Linked DNA regions of Pan troglodytes: regions 1 and 3 are each linked to region 2. The links are chromatin contacts, called in public Hi-C maps. All regions are on one chromosome and are shown on one strand. The core of a region is the stretch at or near the end of the contact, and the rest is flanking DNA. Distances in the headings are between cores, read along the strand shown. Region 1 holds the start of FOXN3 (forkhead box N3). Region 2 has its middle 61 kb from the start of TRNAA-AGC. Region 3 overlaps EFCAB11 (EF-hand calcium binding domain 11).

Region 1 (2,700 bases), core at 56-2,555, 580 kb before region 2:
AAGTGTAACATATGACAACTAGTTCTTGGCGTGGATATAAGGCATCAGAGAAGGTGCCTTTGATGTTTAATTAATACTAAAAATCTTCCATTACACTTGTTTAGCTAAAATTGGAAAGGGGGAGGGCAAGAGTGCTTTTCAAAGGGACTTTTTTCTGCTTCAAAAATAGAAATCAGAAAGCACATATTTGATTTTCCTTATGGTGTAAACCACAGTGCCATTGTTATTAGCAGTTTTACAGAATTGCGACCTTCAAACTTGGTGATATCAAAGACTGAAAAAAAGCTCCCAGTCTTGAAGCCTTTCAAACAGGCTTTTCTAACTAAAGCGCTTTTATTTTGAATTAAGGGCTAATAGAATTGTCCTCTTAAATGAGCACTTGCAAGATTAAAAGTTGCTTTCCAGGTGGGCTGCAGTAAATGAATGTGCCAAGAGGTTGCTGAAAGCCCTTTTGGGGGCAAACGAGGGGAATCTGATGAGTTCATGTAACAAACACCCTTTTCCCTTTGTGAAAGAGAAACCTGGAATTTACAGTCTTCCTAATTGTACATGAGCTGATTTGTGTATACATCTAGGATCATAATTTACTTTCAGTTTACTGAATTTGTGAATTTTCGCATTTGTTTTAATTTGTAATTAAGTTCTCTCTATGAGGCACGCCATATGCCACCATTAATTCTTTCTCGTTGATTTCTTAGGAGATACATGAGTGCATATTTTCATGCAATTTTTGAGGTCTTTTGAAAATCAAATGACTACATGTTTAGCCATATGGGGCTTTGTTATTTAAAAGAGCATATTATAAAGTAAAAGAAGGCGAAATGCAAAAGGGCCTGTTGTCAACAGGGGGAAAATATTGGGAAAAACAGTTTAAAACATTGTTTTAAACATACACATTTTCAACCTTTTTTCTTTTTAGCGTTATATTTTTGAAATCTATCTTTATCGATCCCGTACCGCGTCTCACCGTCTGTGAACGGCCAGTGTCACCAGTGCACCCGGCAAACCTCTGTCTGCCAGGTACTGCCCTACGCTTACCCTCGGGCTGCAGATCCTAGCATCTGCCTTCTAAGAGTTCAGTTGGAGCCAATGTCTTTCTTTTGAACATCTTGTGCCAGGATTTGACATTAAGCTCCAGTTCATCCGCACACCCCGCGGCCGCTTTCGCAAGGGACCGAGAGGGTGGCGGCCTCGCCCGGAGACTCGCGGCGCTGGGAGCTGCCTGCCCTCGGTGCGGGCTGCAGACCGGGCCGCGAGGCGGGCGCGCGGCGCGCACTAGGACCCAGCAGGGCTCCAGGCCCGGGTGGGAGCCGCGCCGCCGACCCCGGGCGGGCGCCGGGCGCAGGAGCCGGGGTTCCGGCCGCGATCTGCTGCAGCTCGGCCGGGAGACGGCGCGACCCGGCGGCGGGGCCACCCGCGAGTCCAGCGTCGCCGCAGCCCCCCAATGCGGCCGCGAGAAGCAGCGGGGGGGCAGGCGATCGAAGGTAACGAAAATGGGGCTCATTTCCTGCCTCCTAATCTGCTCGGGTTTAGCATTGTCACGAGAAGCCCTCCGTGTTCAGGCTGCTGCATTTTGGGGCACTCTTTGATTTTTTTTTAAAGGTGTCCGCCCCCCTATTTTCACCTGGTTTCAGATTGATTTATAGCTTGCAGCCCAAATGGGAAAGATCCAGCCATGGCAAGTTGCTTATTTTCATTAGTTTTGTCTCAAAAGTAAGTTCATTAAAAAAAAAAAAGTTTCTTAGGAATGTGTGGATAGTCGCTTTTTAAATTTTTTAAAAAAAATTTGCAGACAAATGGATATTTATAAAAATAATCAAATAATTGATGCAATTCTGTTAATTACTTTTAGGGAAGCACACTTCTGTGGGCTCCCCGGGCGTTACTTTTATTTTCAAGGAAGGAACGTGTTAAATGTGGAGTTTGTTTGGCTGGGCAGAGTTTACAGCATTGCTGTCGCAACTGTTTGGCTATCAATTATAAACAGTGTCAAATCTATGGGCAGTTTCAGCCTCTTTTCAAATACTGTAACGGGTTATCCTGATAGGACATCTACAGATGAGTTTCCACTGAGGGTAATAAGAAGATTTCTCTTTTTGGGGAAACATTGTTTTGAGGGGAAAACCATGATTGCCGGCTGGGAAGGCTGAAGAGACTATTTTTCATGCTTTGTTTATACTCCCGGGATGACATTTGGGGAAGGGAAATGCAATCTTTCTCGGGAGGTTTTAATTGTGGGATTATTAATTTATTTAATTTATTAGTTTCAATTGGTTGGGCTCGGGGAGCCCTCCGTCACAGGCTGTGCTTAAGGTGACACATTTGCTAGCAGTTGGGACACATGATTGCAAATGTAAAATGTGCCTCACCCGAAAGGACTGGTCTGCTGGAAGCTCCCGTGTGGAGCTGTCGTAGGCAGGGTGCGACTGGCTCATTGAGGAAAAAGGGAATCGTTTTCCTTAGCTAAGGAAGACATCCTGTTATATTCCTTTTGTTCCCTGTTTTTCATTGATCGCCGACTCTGCCTTGGAGAGGAGAGCAGCTCGGAGGGTGCAGAGCTCTGAAGGCTGCACGAATGACTGGAGCCCACTTTAACTCTCACACTGATTGGTCAGTTAGATTGAGACTTATGAAAACAGTCACCCAAAACCTTCTTTTAAAATCGTGCTGTAGTTTCAGATAGCCCTCTTGTGCACAGAT
Region 2 (2,700 bases), core at 137-2,636:
GGTAGGTTCCTCCCCAAGGCCATTTGCCTCTCTACTATCCTGGAAGAAGCCTGCTAAAGAACTGCAGAAAGAGACCCTCCCTTCTGCCCAGCTGCAGGGCTCTGTACTCCATAGCATCAACACTGTTGAGGAAAAAGCAGCTCCCAAAACCTTCCGTGTTGCAAATGTGTTTGGTGCAGTAAAAAGTCTGTGGCACTGACGCACTGTGCCATATTAAAGCCTGAAGCCAAAGGAAAAATAAAAATCAGTGATATTGAGCTTCTCTTTATTTAAAATCTGATTTTTTTTTTACCATGGTTATTTTACATTTATTTTGACTTTTAAAAAATATTGCATTAAACTATTATTTATCCTGGCTACTAAGTTTTTTGGCATTCCCTTAAATTTTGCACCCAAGATTTCATTCACCTCACCCTAATTCCCAACCTGGTCTGTGAGTTGGTATTTGCAGCTATTCTGTCTGATTGATGATAGTTTTGGAGGGACACTCCCGGCAAAAGTTCAAACTTTATCTGTAGAGGAAAACAAGGTGGTTAGGATTTACCGAAGTAATGAGAAGGAAAGTCACCCTCAACCTCTAAAATACCCCTTTTCCGAGTGACTCTCTTGGCTGCCAATTGCCTTCTCCAAGTGAAAAAGAATAAACTAATTTCATACCTATTCAGTCCAATAAAGCTCATTGTCCTACCTCCACCTCCAGTGATAACAGACAGGAACAGTTCATTTTCCATTGCTAAGCAACGGCAAAAACAGCGCCCGGCATCTGTGCCCGGCCTCACCGGCTGATAGGGATCACTGTCTAAAGTTCTTGTTTGCATTTTGAAGTCAACAATAATTGCGGTTCTCTATTAGTGTTCATTAAGATGGTTTATGGCTGGACTAACTCCAATCTCCACTCAGCGGTTTGAATGCGTTGTCCTCCCAGGGAAAGAAATATTTGGCAATAAAAACCTTGCGTTTATTTCCTTCCCTCATTTCCCCTTGCTGGGCTGGGAAACGATGGTCACCATCCGCAGTTCCATGGCCGGGGAGAACAAGGCGCCTGTTGAAGGTTGTGGAAGAGAGGGGTGGAGAGGAAGCCTCTGCCCTCCTGGAGCTGGCTTCCTTCCACTCCACGCTGAAAGTAGGCCAGTGGAGCAGAAGTCTGCTGGGGGAAGTGAGCTCTTGCTGTTCACTGGGGCGGAGAGCACTACCCTATTTTCCCAACGCCAGCCCTCAAGTGTGGAAAGAACCTTCCCAGCCTCTTTCCACGAACTCAGCGCCAGGGAGAAGCACTGCCCTGGGACGTGATCGGCTCCTGCCTCCCTGGCCCGGGACTGGGTCAAACAGTGGCCTCAGTGTGATGGCAGAAAGTTCCAGGCAGCTTGAAAGGGCCGCCCTTGGATGCAATTCCCAGGTGTTGACTCACCCGCGGCGGCTGAAAGGCTGCCAGCCCCGGCCAGCAGCAGGCCGGCACCTTTACGCAACCTCTCCTCATCCCCAGCTCTGAAAATACAACCAGAAAGCAGCCTAAAGCAAGTCATAAGGATGTCGTTCTCCCTTTTAGACCCCATTCCAAGACACCCTTCCACGCTCGGCGCTTTTCAGAGCAAGCGTGGCCTGGCCGTCATGGTCCTCTCCTCGCTGGAGAGAATTTTAGGGCCATCCTGGAAAACAAGCCCGCTGGCGCCCCCTAGTGTGCCCGGGAGCCAACGCCATTCCAATTTGTGTTTCGGGGAGGCCGGGCTAGGTGAGTGGGGTTGGAGAATCGAATCCAAGGAATCAGGGCAGGAAAGTTTAATTCCATGAGGTCTGGGGCAGGTAACAGAAAATCACACTTACAGTCCTGACTCCGTTTATGACTCAAGAAATTGCTGTTCTTAACTTCTCTCTCGTGCTTTCCTCTGACTCAAATCTCTCCTGCCTGGTTGCTGGAGAGCAATAGGATCTTGGTGCCTCTGTTACTGAGGGAAACTGAAGACCAAGTAGTCGAAATACCTTAACCTTATTAAGAAGTTATAGAATGACCCTGTCTTGGGGTTGGTATGTGCAGAAGCTTAATCATCAGAAATCAAGAAACTGTAAGTCCAAGATCATTTGCTTTGCTACTGTTGCTAAAACGTCTTCACCCTTCTGTTGAGTACAGAGACACCCTACGGCAATGATTCCCAAGCAACTGGAAGGTTAAGAAGATCTTAACAGCAAGTTCCTTGTATCCTGGTAATTCTGTAGTTCTTTCTCTTTCCTTCTTCATTTTCTCTGAATAGCAAGGAAGAGAGAGTTCAGGTAAATGTGGGGGAAAAAAATCTTTTGTCAGGATAAGCCAGGGCAGGATGGGTGCTGGAGTATGATGGGGGTATCGAGAGCCATGGAAATCTTTAAAAGAATTGGCCACCACCTGCCTAGGATAACTAGGAGGTTTGCCTACATAAAAGCTTGGGCGCTTGACCAAATGGTCACTTGAAGAATCTTCCCAAGTGGCTGGGTGCGGTGGCTCATGCCTGTAATCCTAGCACTTTGGGAGGCCAAGGCGGGCAGATCACCTGAGGTCAGAAGTTCAAGACCAGCCTGACCAACGTGGAGAAACCCCATATCTACTAAAAATACAAAAATTAGCTGGGTGTGGTGGCACACACCTGTAATCCCAGCTACTCAGGAGGCTGAGGCGGGAGAATCGCTTCAACCCAGGAGGCAGAGGTTGCAGTAAGCCGAGATCATGCC
Region 3 (2,700 bases), core at 51-2,550, 870 kb before region 2:
CTGCAGTAGTTTATTCCTTTGTTGTTCCCGTTTCTTAAGCAACTGCCTAGCATTCTTTCATCATTACAATTAATCATGCACACAAGTTTTTATCTTTCGTCGCGCATAGAAAGTACTAAAACGTATGACAAAAACAGGGAGAATTTAAATATTCCTATGGCTTTAAATATGCATTTGTAATTTTCATCCTCAGTCCCACTGGAAAAATAGGTCATGTAAAAAAAGCATATATTAATGTACAGATATTTCAATAGAGCAGTATAGAAATTTGAAGGAAAAACAATGCTAACTAAGCCCAGGAAGCCCAGGAAACCTTAAGGAACTTCAGATCCTGAGGGCCCCCCAGTGTTTAGATCTAAATCAGCCTGGGTAATGCCAACTAAAAAAGAAAAAAAAAGCCCCTGAGCTATGTATCATCAACTCCTGTTTTGATTTGTTAGTCTCCTTAACGGTTTGAACAACCTAGATATTTGCTGGATAGACATGCTAGACGTTAGAATAGAGATCCTTTTTCTCTTTAAAGGCCAATAAAGTTCAGGATATTTTTTTTTAAGTGGGAGTAAAAGGAATTCTAGTTTTTTCTTTTTTCAATGAAACCATTTTACCTCAGTTTTAACCCACATAGTTCATAGTGTATAGCATACCAACAATGAATAAATGCTTGTTGATTAGCCACTGCCTTCTTTTGTGGACTTCTGGCCATTCTGTTGGCTAAGAAAGCGTGTTCTAGAACAATTCTCTGGATCTAAATCCCTGCTGCATTGCTTATTAGCTGTGAGACCTTTGAAAAGTATCTCAGCTTGCCTTAGTTTCCCCATCTGTAGAGGGAACAGCTATAAAATTAAGATAATGACAGGTTGTTAGGAGGCTTAACAGGGATAATTCATGCAAATTGCTCAGCCCTGTGCCTGGCACAGGACACGTGCTCTGTCAGTGGGGACTGCTGCCGTGGCAGTGGTGGTTTCTATTGCCATGACTACTACAGGCCACAACTGAATGGAGAACTGTGCTCTGACCTAGAGAATAATACTTGGTTGATCTACAGCAATTCTAGCCCCAAAGCCGCAGGACTCTGTTCCCAGCATCCAGGCTCACACAATGATTGCTGGTGCTTTGTTGTGCTTGGGCTACGTGGACTTGTTTCATCTCAAGACTGTGGATACTAGGATGGTGGCTGAGAAGTATTTACAGGGGTCTTTTTATCTGCAAATTGAGAAGAGAAGGCTGCTACAGGCAGTCCTTGAAGATGCAAATTTCTCATCTTTGACCTGGATTTGTTTCTTACAAGGAGCTGTGTGCGGAGCACGTTGGGAGGGAGTGGGCTGCCTTTACTTGTCTTGAGGAAGGTTCTCGTGTTTGTCTGCATAGTCTGAAATAACGTCTGACCTACTGCCTCTCCACCCCCAAACCCCCCTTGTCACTCGGCAGTGCCTGCAGCATTCCTTCAGCCTTTCTGGAATTGAAGTTTTCCTAACTGGTGGCAGAAGCATTCTTTGTTGAAATTCACTCTCCTTGGCAGTTCTCCAGGGCACACGGCAATGCCTATTTATTTGATTTAGCCTTTGTTTGGTTAGCCTTGTATTTTGTCTGTTTTGCTTTGCGAAGTTCTTTTTTCCCCAAATTTTCATGTTTAAATCCCTTGGACTTCACTTCTATTTATTTTACTAGCTTGCTTTAAAATACTGCTAAAAGTTGTTTGCTTTAAGCTCTCACAAAATGAGTAGTCTTGGATTCATTTGTCTGTTTTCCCCAAGCCTGATCCATAGTGTGTGTACTAGGTGCACCTTTGTTAATTATTAAAACAAAATAGACTTTATAGTTTGTACTTTGTACATCCGAATATTATACTACATTGTCTCTAGTTCTCTTTATTTAGCTCTTTGTTTTTTTACCCTGTCCTCCAATCATTAGGCTCATGTTAATTCTAAAGAGATAGAAGTAGCTTAACTTTTCTGAATCTTTTTGTTCTCCCTCCTCTGCCATTCTTCCTGCTTCTTCCCACAATATAAAAACCCGTCCGACTCTCCTGTCTTCCGAGTGAAGCTGGCAACACTCCAAGTGACATGAGTACCCTAAGACACCCATTTTTTGGTAAGTAAACATTCAGTGACGAAACTTAGACCTTCTCTAGACATTTTTATGTATGTATGTATGTATGTATGTATGTATGTATGTATTTGAGACAGATTCTCACTCTGTTGCCCAGGCTGGAGTGCAGTGACACAGTCTCTGCTCACTGCAGTCTCCGCCTCCTGGTTCGAGTGATTCTCATGCCTCAACCTCTCGAGTAGCTAGGATTACGGGTGCCCGCCATCACACCCAGCAAATTTTTGTATTTTTAGTAGAGATAGGGTTTCACCATGTTGGCCAGGCTGGTCTCGAACTCCTGGCCTTAAGTGATCTGCCTGCCTCGGCCTCCCAAAGTGCTGGGATTACAGGCGTGAGCCACTGCACCCGGTCACTAGACATTTTAAATCCTCTCAAGACCCCTGATTGTATGTGTGGCCTTCACCTCACACTTAACGTGGCCAAAATGCACTCCTGCCTTCTCTTTGTCCCCTAATCACTGTAAGAGAGATCTTTCCCTGTGCTCTTTTATTCTCAGGCTTATATCTTTCTTTGTTTTGGAAACACATATTTGTTAGAATCTTCTGCATTGCAGATACTGGGATTGTATGAAAATGAACAAGATAGAAACTG

Evidence for each region. Hi-C and Micro-C count contacts between places; a contact is called where the count stands out from the background.
Region 1: a contact with region 2 is called in a Hi-C map of stem cell-derived neural progenitor cells, with 5 times the contacts expected there. The contact joins the promoter of FOXN3 here to the enhancer-like site in region 2. A contact is called at or near these places in 1 of 7 Hi-C or Micro-C datasets (stem cell-derived neural progenitor cells) and 1 of 1 datasets of contacts at active chromatin or transcription factors (stem cell-derived excitatory neurons).
Region 3: a Hi-C map of stem cell-derived neural progenitor cells shows a contact between it and region 2, with 7 times the contacts expected there. The contact joins two enhancer-like sites. A contact is called at or near these places in 4 of 7 Hi-C or Micro-C datasets (blood, induced pluripotent stem cells, a lymphoblastoid cell line and 1 more), 1 of 1 datasets of contacts at active chromatin or transcription factors (stem cell-derived excitatory neurons) and 1 of 1 other capture datasets (stem cell-derived neural stem cells).

The regions. Positions count from the first base shown.
Region 1 is chr15:87,623,811-87,626,510 of NHGRI_mPanTro3-v2.0_pri, reverse strand. FOXN3 (forkhead box N3) reads left to right here and starts at 1,305. Exons shown (of 8, transcript XM_016926572.4): 1 at 1,305-1,484.
Region 2 is chr15:87,047,342-87,050,041 of NHGRI_mPanTro3-v2.0_pri, reverse strand. No RefSeq gene overlaps it. Among named protein-coding and RNA genes, the nearest start is that of TRNAA-AGC, 61 kb to the right of the region's middle. Within about 2 kb of position 1,386, at least 15 of the 24 cell types and tissues checked have an H3K27ac peak or open chromatin away from gene starts, as enhancers often do. A contact at or near this core is called in induced pluripotent stem cells, stem cell-derived neural progenitor cells and stem cell-derived neural stem cells, where this site is marked.
Region 3 is chr15:87,918,446-87,921,145 of NHGRI_mPanTro3-v2.0_pri, reverse strand. The region is part of intron 5 of EFCAB11 (EF-hand calcium binding domain 11); the gene reads left to right. Among named protein-coding and RNA genes, the nearest start is that of EFCAB11, 40 kb to the left of the region's middle. Within about 2 kb of position 1,300, at least 13 of the 24 cell types and tissues checked have an H3K27ac peak or open chromatin away from gene starts, as enhancers often do. A contact at or near this core is called in induced pluripotent stem cells, stem cell-derived neural progenitor cells and stem cell-derived neural stem cells, where this site is marked.